2 separate regions of the Mus musculus genome follow, and region 1 is linked to region 2. A link is a contact called in public promoter capture Hi-C data. All regions are on one chromosome and are shown on one strand. The core of a region is the stretch at or near the end of the contact, and the rest is flanking DNA. Distances in the headings are between cores, read along the strand shown.

Region 1 (3,661 bases), core at 439-2,938, 220 kb after region 2:
AAGTTTTCATCTCAAGGCAAGGAGAAGGCAGCCACGCTGCCCTTTCCAAGGAAAGAGTCATCTGAAACAGGAGCTCACCAGCAGAAGAGAAAGTGGCTCCTTTTCCACATCAGCATCACTCTAAATTTATTTCCTAAAATGCAGTTTTCCATTTAATGCAGTGACTTCTGGCTCATGCCCATCTTTAATGGTCTCGCCACCTGCAGAGAATAGACTGAAAGTGTTGATGATGGAGATAAATTCTGAGAATGACTTTTGCCTGAGCGTTTGCCAATATGTAGGAAATGTGCTAAATAGATTTCACACATTTAATCACTTAATTATTGCAGTGATGTGTTTATCGCCCCTACTGTCCAAAGAAAGAAATGAAGATTCCAGACCTAGGGACACAAAACACAGCAAAAATGATGCACTTACTAACTTCAGGGGGCACAAGTCATGAAAGCATCACGTAACTTTTACTTCCTATGAATCTTTCCCTAGAAGATACTGCAGAGTGTTCCCCACCAAAACGAGAGAATAGACTGTCAAAGAAAGGGATGTGGGATCGGGATTTGAAAACAGAATTTAAGGCAGACGAGAAGGCAGTTCTAAGATTTCCTTTTTAAAGTTTCTGTTTGTTTGTATCCATGCACATGTACATGTGTGGAGGTTAGAGGACAACTTGGAGCAATCGGTTGGCTCCTTCCACCGTGTAGGTCCTAGGATTGAACTCACCTTGTTAGGTTTGGCAGCAAGCACCTTTATTTCCTGAGCCAACTTGTTGACCCTCATTCTGAAATGTCTATGCAGTCGGCAACAAAATGACCAGAAGGTAAAGGTGTATAGAAGCTTCCTGGGACGATGGGAGGGGGGGTCCCCAGGGTTAAAATGAAGTGAGAAGTTATTGATAACGTATTGTTGCTATTGAGCTTGAGGAGGGTTTGAGAATCAGTTATCAGATTCACCGAAAACTAAATAAGTACCAATGCAATTATTAGCTTCCGGGGAACAAGTCACGAAAGCAGAAAAACCGACTAATGTTTAGCAGGGACTAATATTTATATATTTGCAGTGATCTGAATACAGAATCTATGTGTGTGTTTGTGTTTACATATGTGAGTGTGAGCATATGTTTACATGTATGTATGTGTGCATGAGTGTACCTGCGTACATGCCTGCTTGTGTGTGCATGTGGGGGGCGGGGGACAGCAGAGGGCAATGCCATGTGTCCTCAATTCTCTGTTACTGCTTGAGACAGAGTCTCTCACTGACTGACCAATGAGCACAGGGGATTCTCCTGTCTCTGCCTCTTCAGCACTGGGTCCCAGGTTTGACAGCAGGACTGTCAAAGCTGGGTTTTCTTCTTGCGCTTATGTAGCAAACACATTACCAATTGAACCATTGCCCCAGCCCCTAAGTGTAATTCTTTAAATTTAACAATTACAAAACTTAACTTGAAGCCAGCATTATGAAACACTTACTCCCAGCTAATGTAACTGCTCCAATAGTTTAACCCAATCTGTTTTTTCATTCACCTATGTCGCTCTTATTGTCAACGTATCTGTTAGGCTGGAGAGCTTACATTCATTCCCTGAGGTCACAAAGCTTGAATGCAAGCTTAAGCAGCCCGTACTCTGGGGACTGCTGTCCCTGCTGTCATGGCCTCTATCACTGGTCCTGGGCCTAGGGAGGGAAATGGGAAGGGCCCTGGGAGATAGCGCTGAGAAATTTAAATCTCCACCCATTCTAATAATAAGTCAACAACTGCGTATCCAGGACAGATAACGTAAGGAATTTCAGCCCTTGCACACTACCCCAATTAGAATACAGAAGTAGGTATCATTAGAAACACAAAACAGCTGAAAGTCTCTGTTTCAGGAGACTGGAGAGGGGTGGGGAAGGGCTCCTGCTATTACTGGAATTGCTTTGTCTTTTTTTTTTTTTATGGTTGTAGAGACAGCTTTTCTCTATGTAGGACTAGTACACAGAACTCTGTAGTCCAGGCTGCCCTCAAACCCAGAGACCCTCCTGTCTCTGCCTCCCAAGTGCGGGGATTAAAGACATGCATCACCCCCAGCACTTTGTTTAATATTTAAAGGGACTTTCTTTTTAAAATATATTGTATACATTTATTTATCATGTACGTGTGTGTGTGTGTGTGTGTGTGTGTGTGTGAAAACACCTATCAAGAGTCCATTCTTTCCTTCTACCATGTAGGTCCTTAGGATTGAACTCAGGTCAGCAGGCTTGGCAGCAAATACCTTTATGCACTGAATCATCTTGCTGGCCCTCATGTGACCTTCATATAACACTTGAATAGCTTTTTCAGTGGGAAGTTTTCCTCATAAAGGAAAGGCAATAATAAGTCCCCTCCCCTTCCAGCTCAGCTATCTTGTGGAGACCATTGTTGGCTTGATGGTGGTTTTGCTGCCTCATATACCTATATTGAGGTCAGTATGCCAGTGTCCTGGCAGTCATTGATGACTGAGCCAGATGTGCACTGCTATGCTTACACTTGGGAGCAGCACACAGACCCCTTATAACAGATCTATCAACTAAAAGGGCTTACAGCATCTACCTAGAAGTACACTCCTAGTCACACCTACATCCTTGAATATTATGAAATGAAATTTGGTATTATTGATCATAAATAACCCAGGACTTTGAACTATCTAAATTCAGTCCCCTTTATTTCCAGCATTTCATAGTTAGCAACTTCTAAATCTTCTTCTCTCCCGGGGAGAAAGTTTAAAGGGCAACCTAGGAGTAGAGAGATGGCTCAGCAGTTAAGGGCACCTGGAGTCAGATCCCAGCACCCACAGCAGGTGGTTGCCTGTAGGATGGAACTCTAGTTCCAGCAGTGAAACTGATGCCTTATTCTGGCCTCCACAGCACCCCCCCCACATACATGGTGTACATAAACTCACATACATACACATAAAAATAAGAATTTGTAAGGGGACAGTGACCTAATGCTGATATTGGAGATGTCTACATTCTCAGCTACTTTGTCACGAATGCTACGGCAAGTGAGTCATAGCAGTAACAATTATTAGTACACCAGAGCAAGCAGCTTTGTCCTTAAAAGGCCCTTGAGTTGGAACAACCGCAATATGTGGTACAAGATGAAAAGATACCACTGCCTGACAACAAATCGAATAAGAACCAGATCATAGTTGATGATCTCAGACATCTTTCTGACTGTACTTTCGGGTTCTTCCCAGAAACAAACCATTAGCTGTTATGATAAATGCCAGAATCATTCATCCAGGCACGAGAGATAACGTCTACCTAGAAGCTTCAATATGGCTTCAAGCCATGGATCTTCACTGTAGGAGAGTCTGGTACCTGTTAAAGGGTTCTGAAGAAGGAGCGTTGAGCAGCATGACTCATAGCTTTTGGGAGGTGGGAGGAGGGGAGAGGGACATGGCTCAAGAAGAATAGATCTACATGTCCACCAGAGAGCTGCCAGCAGAACTGGCATGCTCATGTAGCTTCAATGACTATGTATGGTAATTGTGGACATCTACACTCCAGGAAACAAAGATGAGAAAAGATTTAGGCAAGGGAGTTTTGGAAAGACAATGTTGTCCCAGAGAGTAATTAGAGGATCTATTCTGGTGAGTCCAAAAACAGCGTCCCAGGCTACCTAGAAGGATGACTGACTAGCTTTGCTGAA
Region 2 (4,200 bases), core at 1,458-3,957:
TTTGACTCTCATGCTAAATACATCATACATAGAAACTTCATTTGATCTTCCCAAACCTTGCATGATCCCAGCCTGTCACTATTCTGTTCTCATATATAGGGGCAGTGAAGAACTAAGAAGTGCAAAATCACACAATGAATTATGTGGTCAGCACTGTGGTCCCAGCAGACTAGTGTCTAAGCCTGTGCTCTTAACTAGTGACCATTGGTGCTCAGGGACACAGTGGTTCTAGCATCTTCCGTTCTGCACACACCAATAGCTCCAAGGAAGCTGTAGGTTACCAACCGTAGACTCACAATGGAACATCTTTAGGAAGCAGGATGCTCAAGGGTTACTGTGATAAAGAGGAGAGAGAACACAAAAGCATTATATAGAGAAGATAAGGCTACTCAAACCTGATGCCTGATTTTGTGGATTAGGGTTCCAAAGGTGCGCCCATTCCAGCAGGCTGTCACTGTAGTGGGACCATCAGTCTTGGGTCAAGTAGTTCTTTGGTCTAGGAACACACAAAGGTGATAGGAATGGAGAAGGTTTAGGAGTCTCTGCCCAAATCATTTTACCATTGGCAGAACCCCAGAGGGTATTGATAGTGAAGTCCTTCCAGTCCAGACACACCACCCTAGTTGGTTAATTAGACTTGCAAATTTCAACAAGAAGGCGTAGGAATAGAATCTTTTAAAGGTGTGGGTTATCCTGAGAGCTGGTAAACTGAGAAGACAGCGGATGGACATCCTAGAAACATCTGCATTGGCTGGCAGAGCATATAAAGAAGTGGGGGGGGGGGGGTGGGCGTGGTGGCGCATGCCTTTAATACCAGCATTTGGGAGGCAGAGGCAGGTGGATCTCTGAGTTTGAGGCCAGCCTGGGCTACAAAGTGAGTTCCAGGACAGCCAAGGCTACACAGAGAAACCCTGCCTCAAAAAAAAAAAAAAAAAAAAAAACAAAACAAAAAAAAAAACAAAAACAAAAACAAAAACAAAAAGTGAGGGAGCAGAGCCCAGTTTGGCCCCTCTGGTCAGGTGCTCAGCCACAGTTGCTCTTTCTGGAGCTGTGTGGGCTCAGACAGTTCATGAGATGCCCAGTCTGGTTTCTGCTAGTATCAACCTTAAGCTCCTCCAGGAGCATCTGAGCTGCTGTGAGGTAGTTCACTCAGAACAAACAAACCATTAACTATGCAACTGGTGATTCCTTTTTTTTTTTTTTAACAATACAGAATATGAGTGTGATTTTATAATATAGAATGTAAGTGTTCCTTTCAGTTGTCCATTCTGATCTCTCCCTCCCTCTCTCCCTCCTTCCCTCTCTCCCTCCCTCCCTTCCTCTCCTTTCCTCCCTCACTTTTCCCACCTCTCTACACAGAGCTAGTATCTCTTGACCCCAATCAGACAGTTCCCAAAGTCCCATCTCTGAGGCCCCTTCGTTTCACTCTTTTTTTTTTTTTTCTTTTTCTTTTTTTGGCTTTTCCAGCAGTGCCCAGCCCCCACTGGTTCCACTTTCCAACTTGAAGCTACCCAAACCTCCAGCTGTGCCTCTCTCCCACTGACATAGGATCTGCACATCATGTTAGAAGTCACAGCATGTACTTGGAGTCACATGCGGGTGATAAGCAGAGGCGCACATGCATGCGCTTCCAGGCACCACCGTCAACTTCAACGGGCACATGCTGTTCTTCATAAATACCTGGAGACAAACCACCAGGCAGAATAGGCAGGAGGAGAGGCCTGGGGGTGTGGCAAAGGGAGAGGGCATGAGGTCTTAGGTGGTTGGAGTACTTAGAGAAGTGGTCTTTAGATCTCAGTCCCCAAACACACTTTTAACTGACTAGTTATCTCATTTTCTAGAAAAGGAAACCAGAAGCAATGGTGGGTGGTTTAATGGCAAGAAGGAAGTCTAGGGGTCCAGGAACGTCTATTAGTCACCAAAGGCCACCTTAGCAAAGTCATTCTCGCAGAGGCTCAGGTTTCTTCTCTAACAGAATCAGAAGGTCAAGTGCTCTCACCCTGGGAGCCTGAGGCACTTTCAAAGCTTGACTGTGCACCTGACCTCTCTCCCTCCCCTCATCCTCCCTCTCACCCCTCCCTGCACTTCCGTGCTGAGTATCAAACCCAGGGCCTCCCTCACACTAGGTGTATGCTCTACACAAAGAACCAAATTCTCAGGCAAAGTAATTCTTCCTATTTTGCAAACGCAAACAAACAAACTGGTATATAAGGAGATTAACTCACCCCCAAATCAGATAAACACTGGCCCATTACAAGTTGTTTTGGGATCAACCTCCTACCTATGGGATTTCTTTAGAGCAGTCTGAACTACACTGGTCCGCACCATTTCCCAAGTTCAACTCTGACACTCTTCGATCAGGGTTAGCTTAAGTAGGATTTCAGTAATCAGTGTCCATGAAAGATGAAGAAGGCGGCCTCGGGGGCGGGGGGGGGGGGGGGGGCGGGGCAGGGACAGGGAGGCGGAGATTCTTTAATTTTCTGGCTTAAGAGCACTTAGACTGCCCAAGGGTCTGAGGTCTCTGCCTTGGTGGCCACCTTCCCACCCACGGTGTTCAGGCCAGTGTTGCCAGGCACTTCCTCGTTCCGGTGCGCCCTGGACGCAGCTCCTACGCCCAGAGCCTGGGCAACTCGGGCGGGAGGGTGACAGAGGGGAGGTGTCGCAACCTCCTCCCTCCCTCTTTCCCCGCCTTGGCATTCAGTTACCTCGCAGATGAGCGCTCTCTCAGACAGCGGCGGGCGGCCGGGCGCCCGGCATGTCCCCTGAGTGTGCACAGACGACGGGCCCTGGCCCCTCGCACACCCTGGACCAAGTCAATCGCACCCACTTCCCTTTCTTCTCGGATGTCAAGGGCGACCACCGGTTGGTGTTGAGCGTCGTGGAGACCACCGTTCTGGGGCTCATCTTTGTCGTCTCACTGCTGGGCAACGTGTGTGCTCTAGTGCTGGTGGCGCGCCGTCGGCGCCGTGGGGCGACAGCCAGCCTGGTGCTCAACCTCTTCTGCGCGGATTTGCTCTTCACCAGCGCCATCCCTCTAGTGCTCGTCGTGCGCTGGACTGAGGCCTGGCTGTTGGGGCCCGTCGTCTGCCACCTGCTCTTCTACGTGATGACAATGAGCGGCAGCGTCACGATCCTCACACTGGCCGCGGTCAGCCTGGAGCGCATGGTGTGCATCGTGCGCCTCCGGCGCGGCTTGAGCGGCCCGGGGCGGCGGACTCAGGCGGCACTGCTGGCTTTCATATGGGGTTACTCGGCGCTCGCCGCGCTGCCCCTCTGCATCTTGTTCCGCGTGGTCCCGCAGCGCCTTCCCGGCGGGGACCAGGTGAGCGCTGGCTGCGTGCAACGCAACAAGTATCCAGGCGGGCTGCTGGTGGGAGGCAAGGATCTGACCAAAGCCGTGGGCCGGGGGTGGGGGTGGGGGATAGTGACTAGTAACAATAATAGGTCGTGGGTGGAATTGTATCCTTTTTGGCAGACCCAGTGCCCAATACTCTGGAGTTTAATTTCGTCAGTTTACCCACAGTGCCAAGTGGGTAAGTAAATCCTCACAAGTGTTAAGGGGGCCTTCCCGGACTTTTTGCAAACTGCAGAGACTATTATGAGGCTAATTAAGCAATGGGAGCTTACAGCCAGGTGGGACACAGGGTGCGAGGTGGCTTCTCACAGAGTTTCTGCTTTCTCTCCAAATGTCACGCTACTGTTATTATCGCATCTATTTAACAGACAAAGAAGCTGGGGCACCCAGCATCTTCCTTATTGCTGGGCTCCTGCTTAGAAGAGCAGTCTCAAGGAGAAATCCTACAGTAGTGGGATGTCCCCTGGGGGAAAGGTTCCTGTTCCCGCATATACTCTGACCAGAAATGCTGGTTATGTGAACCCCACTCACCCCCCTCCTCAGCCCCCAAACCTCCGAACACAGAGGAGGGCTTCCAGGGTTGGCAGTGTCCACAGACCAATCGCTTTTTTTTTTTTTTTTAATTGAGGGCAAGGGTGGATGAAGGCTACACCCTGACAAACGGTATCTTAAAAAAAAAAAAATCAACCCCCCCAACTCACAGAGGGGAGTGTTTGTTTGGTACTGACTTTGAATGACTAATAAGCAGAAACCAATCAGGCCTGTGACTCTTCATTAAAGAACACATAACCATGTGACCATGTGTACCTGGTGGGTACAGGTGATGCAGGGTTAACTGAGCTGAT

What was found. Promoter capture Hi-C pulls out the DNA fragments that hold promoters and counts their contacts.
Region 1: a contact with region 2 is called in a promoter capture Hi-C map of embryonic stem cells, with 2.7 times the contacts expected there. A contact is called at or near these places in 9 of 39 promoter capture datasets (the 3T3-L1 cell line, 3T3-L1-derived adipocytes, the C10 cell line and 6 more), 8 of 484 Hi-C or Micro-C datasets (the N1E-115 cell line, embryonic fibroblasts, embryonic stem cells and 1 more) and 3 of 130 datasets of targeted methods (the NIH/3T3 cell line, a beta-TC-6 cell line and embryonic stem cells).

Annotation. Positions count from the first base shown.
Region 1 is chr19:38,319,078-38,322,738 of GRCm38.p6, forward strand. The region is part of intron 2 of Gm9886 (a long non-coding RNA gene); the gene reads right to left. Among named protein-coding and RNA genes, the nearest start is that of Gm9886, 6.4 kb to the right of the region's middle.
Region 2 is chr19:38,094,372-38,098,571 of GRCm38.p6, forward strand. It overlaps Ffar4 (free fatty acid receptor 4), which reads left to right and starts at 2,708. Exons shown (of 3, transcript NM_181748.2): 1 at 2,708-3,322. The coding sequence starts at 2,756.